Regions from separate parts of the Mus musculus genome. Here region 2 is linked to region 1. The links are chromatin contacts, called in public HiChIP or PLAC-seq maps. All regions are on one chromosome and are shown on one strand. Each heading gives the region's core, a stretch centred on a gene start, on an enhancer-like site or on the middle of the called end of the contact. The rest is flanking DNA. Distances are from core to core; before and after follow the strand shown.

Region 1 (4,188 bases), core at 1,427-3,926:
AGAGATAACTTAAATGGCTGAAAATTTGTCTTATGAAACAGTTTTTATTCATTAGTGACTCCTAGAGTGTTTGATAATACTGAAAAATTGTAATTATTATTATTTTTTTATTTATTATTGTAATTATTAAGGAACTACATTTTCATAATTATAAAACTATGTTGCAAATTAATTTTCTCAATTTATTTCATCAAACTGCTAGACTCCTGTAAACTGCTTTACAACAATGGCCATCTTTGTCCTGAGTCTAACTTCTTATGTAGAAGTAAGCCTGCATGTGTAAATGCCCTGCCCAGAGTAACTTACCAATGTGTGTTGACCTGAAATTTAAACTGAGGTATAACATTTTGAAAATACAAGAAAAGTTTATGTAATTTCTTGTCAATCTAAACTCTTTTTTTTTTCTTTTTTTAGGTGACCGGACTAGCAGTTGCCCAGTGATCTTCATACTGGATGAATTTGATATTTTTGCTCATCAGAAAAATCAAACACTCCTTTATAATCTTTTTGACATTTCTCAATCTGCACAGACACCAGTAGCAGTTATTGGACTTACATGTAGATTGGTAAGTCTGTGTAGATTTCAAAAATTCAATCTTCATTATACTGACATGTTATTTAACTTAATATTTTTGAAATTTATCTTTCTTCCATTCTTTATACATTAATACTGCTTTCCAGTTGAGGTAAACAAGAAAAGATTGCTACATGTTCTATAAACTATGATTTTAGTCCTACCAGTGAAATGGAATAAAACTCTAAAATACGAATTAAGTGAGATATCTACTCTGGCAAGTAAAGGATCAGTTATGTAATAGCAGTAATATTTTATACAAATTGGTAATATATTTTACTTTTTCATACAAGATTAATTTTCAATTTGGAATAAAACAGTCGAATGAATTCTTGCTTTGGCATAGGTTTTTAAATGGTCTTACCTGAATTCCTAAGTAAGGAAAATTATAGACACTTACATGAGTCTTTCTGTGTTTAACTTTTTTGCTGTTTTGTTTTTGTCTAATCCTGAGAACTAAATCTAAGACATTACACATAGTAGACAAGCACTGTTACTACTGAATTGTATTCACTATTTTGATAGCAAAATTCACTTATAAGTTGCTCTGACTGTCCTTTAACTTATTGTAAGTCTCAGAAAGATCTTGATTTTGTGATCACTCTGAGGACAGGTTACAGGATTATACTACCAGAACTATCTGTATCTACGGTGTGCACTCCTGTATACATGTAAAACTGAGAACCTTCTTTTCTCTAACTTACTGTAAATGCTATGTCTGCAAATTTCTTCACGGTTCCCATTTCCCAGCTTCTTATTTCGTAGTTTTATTTCAGGCTTGCTCATTTCTTTATTTTTTTCCTACAGCTCTTTTTCCTTTTTATAAATGTTCTTTCAGTTGGTTAATTCATCTTTTAACAATCCTCCCTCTGTTTTTTTATGAAATTTTCACTTTATTGCTTTTCTCTGAAATTTCTGTCTTTGACATGTTTTTAAATACTCTTTGGTATACTTCATGTGCTTTGAGATCATTCTTTTGTATTTATCATTGATACTTACTCTACTTATCTTCTCCCCAAATAAGAAGCTATCACCAGGCTAAAAGAAACACATCTTTCTTTAAAGAAACGGATAGGGAACTGGAGCTGAGCTTGTCAGATGGGAGGAACAAAATCAAGTCCTCAAAATATACTTATTTGCCTAAAGGGAATGGGCCTGACAACCCACTTGCAATCCCAGAAGTCTAAGACCTACCATGTATCTCTAGCGCAAGCTATCTGACCAAACTAGTCTAATTGGTGGACTTGGGGGTTAAATTGAGAATCTATGCCTCAATGAACAAGAAAGATGGGAAGCCATGATGAATACTCTTGACCTCAAACTCAGGCCTACACACATATACACACACACTCATATATATGCAAAGCATGACACATATACATAAGAAAATAATCCTTTGGGTGAAAATATCATGAAGATTTGAATTCAGACTTCAACACACATAGATGTGGGCCACTTTAAACAAGCACTGGGGAGATATATACAGAATTTTTGTGCCTTCTTAGCCAGCCTATCTAGCTAAATAAGCAACCCTTGGGCTCAGTGAGAGTCTTGCTGTTTCTGTCCTTTTTTTTGTATGTGGATGCAATAGGTATGTAAAAGGTACATGTACTGTAGCATGTATGTGAACAACAGAATAACTTTTAGGAGTCCCTTTTCTCCTTCTACCATGTGAGTCTGGGGATCAAACTAAGGACCTCAGGCTTGGTAGAAAGTGTCTTTACCTTCTGAACCGGCTCACTGTTCCTGAGAATCCCTGTCTTAAAAACTGTAAACCAGAGAGCAGTTGAGCCTAACACCCAGTCTTAACCTCTGGCCTCAAACACGTTCCATATACAAACATTCATGAGTAGCTTATGCATATTTTTCTAATTCTGTATTTCTTTTATGTTGAATCATGCTCATATATATTTATAGAAATATATATAGAGAGAGAAAAACCAAAGAATAGGTATAAAAACAGTTGCTATGTCAGCAAGAAACCCTTCTTTTTAAAATTTCACTTTAGTGTTTGCTTTTGCTTTATCATCCCTGTAGCCTTGTATTTGTAACTTCTGTCATTACTGACTAACACTGGAGCAGCTTCTCAGTTCCTTCTTTTCTCCATTCTCGGAAGCAAGATTTTTTTCTTTGCAGTTCCTTCTTACTTATTTGGAAGGTGCATGCCATGGTGGACATGTGACTGCCCAGTGGCACCTTGGAGGAGCTGGGTCTCCTCCTAGTGCCGTGGGTTCCTGGAATTGAATACAAATCCTCAGCCTTGACTTCAGGGGCCGTTTCACTCTTAGCCATCTTCCCAGCACCCAAGTACAGGTTCTTAATATTTGCTTAGAGTTTGCTTTATTAATCATTGCCTTTCCACTACTTATTTATACAAGTAACTTACAACTTCTCTTTAGTAGAAAATAAATTGGTGTGTATACTAAATTTAGATCTTTCCATCTTGTCCCTATAATTCAGCAGTTGTCACTATAATACATTTAAAAACATTTGAGGTATTTGTTTTTCTCTCTTTGCTATTTGACTTCCTAAATAACCTAAGATTACTGAAATTTTTCATGCATATCATGGCTTATTAACCCTTTTGCTTGTTTTACTTTGTTAGGATCATTCAGGTAAAAAACAAAAAAATACATTTCTGGAGCCAGTACCTTTTTAAAAAAGAAAATTTTATTGTAGAAAATCAATTCTTGTTGGAGATAGTAGTATAATGAGGCTCTCTCCAGCATTTATTTAGTAATTTTAATAACTACATAAAATGATCTAATCTATGTCTGTCTTCCCTGTAAAATGTTGAGGCAAAACAATAATAATTTCATCTCATGGTTATGTTTTTCAGTATATTGTAAGAAGATGAGAAATACTCGAAGTTCATTTGCATTTAGTTCCACCTTAAAAATAGACAATAATTGGATGGAGAAATGGCTCAGCCTGTAAGAGCATTTGTTCTCATTGGAAAGGATGAGAACTCAGTCCTTCCACTCATCACAGCAGCTTGATAATACTGTAGTTCATCAAATAGAATTTTGCTCCATTGTACATCATGTTTCTTGAAGTTCTTAAACAAAATCATGAAGATATCTGAATTTTTGTTAATGGTAGCAAATCTCATAGCATTTTGTTACCTCAGATTTTTTTGTGAATTTTTTTGTAGGCTGTGCAGAATTCCACACTGGTGTGCTTAATGTCTCTCTGATCAGGAACAGTAGCTGTTTGTATGTCCTTAGTAGGTTTGAGAATGTTAGCACTCGATAATGAGGCCAAAATGCAATCACAATGATACTGGTGCCTAGAAAGGAATCATTTAGTTCAGTAGTTATCAATTTGTGGTTTGCAACCCATATCGGGGTTGAACAACGCTTCTACAGAGATCAAAGGGGTAAGCTGAGACCATCCTTCATATCAGATATTTGTAGTATAATTTATAACAGTAGCAAAATTACAGTTAGGAAATGGCAATGAAAATACTGTCTGGGGGTCATGACAACAGCATTAGAAGGGTTGAGAACACTGACTTCAGTTCCTCTCATTTCACATGCTTACTTAGACATTATACATGTTACGAGTTACAAGCTATAGTTAACTTACTATCTAGCAGCATTTTTAAAATTAAT
Region 2 (4,202 bases), core at 470-2,969, 530 kb before region 1:
AAAGCTGAGTTTTAATTTCCTGAAGGTTTAAAAAGAGGTCTTATTTAATATTCTACTGAAAATGTTAAATCAGGTAATCAAACACCAAAAAGAAATGTGATTAAGTCAAAGCACCAACACAGTGAGGTCAGAATTCGAGCAGCCAATCAAATGCTTAAAGGCATTTCCTGCAATATTAATAGTCAAAAGAGAAAGCCAATCACAGAAACCTCCAGCTTTCTTTTGACAGTAACAGAAGCTAGGGAGCCAATCCACACACACCCGTGGTTGACAATAAGGCGGGACTGAAGGTTCATTGAAGAAATTCTTCAGGGTGCAGTTACTATGAACTCCGCACACAAGTAACAACACTCCAGAGTCGTAAACACTGTCAAATCGGAGGAAATTCAGTCTTGGGTATAACTTAACCCCCGGGAAGAAGGAAACAGCATTTTGTCCAAATTTTAACATCTGGTCAAAAACGCAACTGTCAATGCGGACGCTCTGAGCCCTCAAGTTGTAAACAGCCATCCCGCATGCAACTTCCCCGGACGCTCGCTGCACGGGAAGCGCGGGCCTGGAGGCCAGTTTCAAGCATTCGGGCTCCGTCCTAATTCCGCACAACCGAGGAGGGGCCAGCCCGGCAGGCGAAGCCGGCGTGCAGATCAGAGGACTCGCTAACGCAGAGTCCGGACCGGGGGTCGCTGCCCGGCCGCAGGGATGCATCGCCTACTCCCGCGGCACCTCTAGCGGGCAGCGCAAACCATCACCCATCACCCCACTAGCAGGAAGATGCATGTTTTGAAAGAGCTCTACTTTCCCGAGATCGTTTGTTTCAAAGGCAATTTCGTGCACGCACAAATTTTAAAACGCAACGAAAATAGCGCCTTAGCCCAAGGACCCTTTCTCGACCCATTAACCCCGCTCCCGGCGAGATGTCTACGAGGTAAACAGAGGCTGTACGCCAAGTGCGGGCCGGCGCATCCCTGCGCCATTCCCGGCCGCTGCTTACGGCAGGGCCCCCTTACGGCAGCGTAAGCGGCGCCGAGAGCTAATCACAACACTGGGACGCAACAACATGGCGGCCGCGGGCGGGCGCTGCGCCGGCCGACGGGTTTACGCTACTCCGCCGGCGTAGGGTCCGGAGCGCGCAGCGGCAGCGGCGCCCTCCAGCGAGCGTAGAAGCGCTCTGTGAATGGCGAGGCCCGGCTGACAAAGGGGAGGGGGGAGGAGGGAAGGGGGGGGTAATAAACACTCGAGTCCCTACCGATTCCTCCTCCTTCTCCATCCCGGTGGGCATCTGGGGCACGGCCCGGTTGATGGAGACGCAGTCGTTGAGATCAGGCATGTCCTTGCCGCGGTAGATGGGCAGCGGTTTGGCGGCGTCCAGCGCCCGCGCTCGGAAGGAGAGTTTACTCATTGTCTCCCCGCCTTACAGGAACAGCCCGGGCGGCGGCGGCGGGGCGGGCGGGGAGGGGGGGGGAGCACTCCCGCCGCCTCCTCCACCTCCTTCCTCAGTGCAGCGCGGCCGGCCCGCTCCTCCTCCTCCTCCGCAGTGCCCCCGGCCCCAGCATGGGCGCCCACCCCGCCCCAGAACAGCCCCCCGCCGCCCGCGGCCGCTTCCACACTCTAGATCCGCCGCTCGCCCGCCCGATCCGCTCCCTGCGCCATGGCCAACATGGCGGACATTACCACAGCGGCGGCGAGCGATCCCGGCAGCCCGCGCGAGAGCGCGCCCCCGCCTCGGGGACGCGCGTCGCCCTCTCCCTCCCTCCCTCCCTCCCTCCTTCCTTTCCCTCCCCTGCCTGCCCACCCACTCTCTCCGCGGCGAGGCGCGGCCAGCCCAGCCGGCGAGAGCGAGCCGAGTCCCGGTGGCCCTCCTCGGCGGGACGCTCGGCACGCAGGCGGGGCGGCAGGTGCCAGGTGCGCTCGGTCCCCGGCTCCGGAGCGGGCGCCTCGGTGCCTCCGCCGCCGACTCGCTCCGCGCGGGGCTCCCTCGGGAAGGCTCAGTGCCTAGGACCGCTCGCCTCGGGGGGACAGGAGGCCTCCGCCCCCGGGCCACCGGCCGCCCCTCGAGTCTGCACTTGGACAGCTCTGCTCGCCCCGGCGCCTGCTGGCTGGTTTCGCGCCTCGGGTTTGCGCATCCCCGGGGAGGTCCGACAAGTCCGCTGCGTCTGCCCACGCCGAGAGGCACAGCCCTGCTGCGTCTCGCGCCCTGAGAACTTGGGCAGTCCCTGTCCAGAGGAGCTCTCCAGAGTTAGGCACCGCCGAGAGGATGCTCGGGTAGACAGGAGGGTCAGTAGTTGGAGACTGCTACTTGAAATAGTTGCTGGACGCGGCAACAAGCGGACTTGCACCTGTCATCCAAACTTTCTTAGTTTGATGGTTGGCATTTCTTGAAATCTCTAACCAAAGTATGTGAAAACACTGGTTACAGTGACGACTCAAAAAGAGTTTAATAAAGTTCCGGACTCCAATTAGTTTGCGTGTTACTGTGTTACAACTAAACTGCTGGATAATTAGTAACAAGAGTCGTAACTACTTGAAAGGGCAGCTGCAAAGATGATGGGCCAAAAAAAAAAAAAAAAAAAAAGTAAATTCTTGAAGAAAATGATACAGACCACACAAAAGAGTGATGGAAAGTTAATTACCACATGACATCTATAGTCAGTTGCTGTGACAGGTCAAAGAAATTAGACATAGTTTTGGCCAGAAGTGGTTTGCAAAAGCTCTGCAAAAAGGAATCAAATTGACTCAATTAAATACTAGTCACTATTGATACAAACCTTTGTTGCAGTTTCTTAGTCTTTAAGCAGTACATGTTTCTAAGCAAATTGCCTCACTGTGCAACAGTTTTACCATTTTCTAATCATTGAAAAATACCCTACCTAGCTCATAAAAGGGTAGATGGTTTGCTAAAGTCCAACAATAAAAACGGGTTTCTTTGTCATGTCTTAATATAGCAAAACCATCTATCTCTCTTCATTGCCACCCATTATTTTTCTCTATTTTCTTCTCTCCCTGCTTTTTTTTCCCTCCCTCTCCCCCCCTCCCCCTTGTCTCCAGCTTTTCCTTTGAAAGCTGAATGGTGAATATTGACTTCCTGGTAACACAAAATAATCTAACCAGTCTGTCCGGGGACACTTTGGGATGTTATTCAGTGGCTTTGTTTTATGTCCACTTGTTACTGGTAACAATGCAAACAGACTGTGGCTCAATTCTTGTAAGCAACACCTTTCACATGGTTGTGAGCCTGTGCTGTTGTGAGTGTTACCCTCTGGCGTAGTTCCAATCCTTTGTAAGGAAGAACAAGAAGTTCTCAGAAGGGGGGCTGGGGGGGTCATTATTGAGTACTAGTCTGAAAATCAGGGGGAACAGTGTTTGAAAAAATGAGTCATTGGGGCCTTTTATCTGGATTCTCACCCCTTCTCAGGCTCAGAGACGGTAGCTTCTTTCCAGTCTCTCTGCCTAATGTTACACTCAGAAAAAGAAGTGTGGACATTGTGTGTGTGGGGGGGGGGGTATAGTCCCAAGTAGTTGAAATCCACTCAATTCTTATAGCTATATACTTCTACATAGGGAGAAATGCTGTGATTTTTGCTAAAAAGGAAACAGACTCAGACCTATAATTTGTCAAGTTCCAATACCAGGGAACAGCAGACCTGGATTAACTCTGGATCTATCCTAACTCCAAAACACTTGTTCTCCTAGCTGCACACTTTAGTATCCAAGCTCTTTGGTTTATTGGCCATCCAATGTTCAAAAGTTTCTGACCCAAAGTTAATTAATGAAAGCCCCCAGAGTTAATTAGTGAGAATGGCTAGCCCTACCTCACAGAAAGCAGGCATCTAGTATGTTTGCTGATAGCTATGAAGTCATATCAGCTACACAAAGAATTTCAGTGCTGCTGTGACATTCTACTCCAGGTTGGAGTTTGAGTGCCTTCCTGGCCTGCCATCAGGCCTAGCCATTGATGCTAATTTTTCTTTTCTTTGGCCTACCCAGCAATCCTTGCCATCAGAACTTTAGAAACAATAAGAACATCTCAAAGAAACTTTTTTTTTCTAATGTAAAACTCAACCAAGAGAATGGCTTTTGCATCATAGTTGGTTTGCTGTTGGTCTTTGCTTTAAATGAGAATCAATTTTATCCTCCAATGTTCACTTTTCTTCTTGCCTTGTTGGCAGTGATTACAGAGCTAAGAACAAAACAGTTTGAACCAA

The links. HiChIP or PLAC-seq counts read pairs in DNA pulled down with a chosen protein or histone mark.
Region 2: an H3K4me3 HiChIP or PLAC-seq map of bone marrow-derived macrophages shows a contact between it and region 1, with 5 times the contacts expected there. The contact joins the promoter of Epc2 here to the enhancer-like site in region 1. A contact is called at or near these places in 5 of 39 promoter capture datasets (the C10 cell line, cranial neural crest, frontonasal cranial neural crest and 2 more), 3 of 484 Hi-C or Micro-C datasets (the MC3T3-E1 cell line, the N1E-115 cell line and cerebral cortex), 15 of 115 datasets of contacts at active chromatin or transcription factors (the 230-238 cell line, the NIH/3T3 cell line, the SCID.adh cell line and 9 more) and 2 of 9 other capture datasets (adipose tissue and pancreatic islet).

What each region holds. Positions count from the first base shown.
Region 1 is chr2:48,923,474-48,927,661 of GRCm38.p6, reverse strand. It overlaps Orc4 (origin recognition complex, subunit 4), which reads left to right. Exons shown (of 14, transcript NM_011958.4): 8 at 415-566. Among named protein-coding and RNA genes, the nearest start is that of Orc4, 24 kb to the left of the region's middle. Within about 2 kb of position 2,676, at least 12 of the 459 cell types and tissues checked have an H3K27ac peak or open chromatin away from gene starts, as enhancers often do. A contact at or near this core is called in bone marrow-derived macrophages and microglia, where this site is marked.
Region 2 is chr2:49,449,003-49,453,204 of GRCm38.p6, reverse strand. It overlaps Epc2 (enhancer of polycomb homolog 2), which reads right to left and starts at 1,719. Exons shown (of 14, transcript NM_172663.4): 1 at 1,247-1,719. The coding sequence starts at 1,399.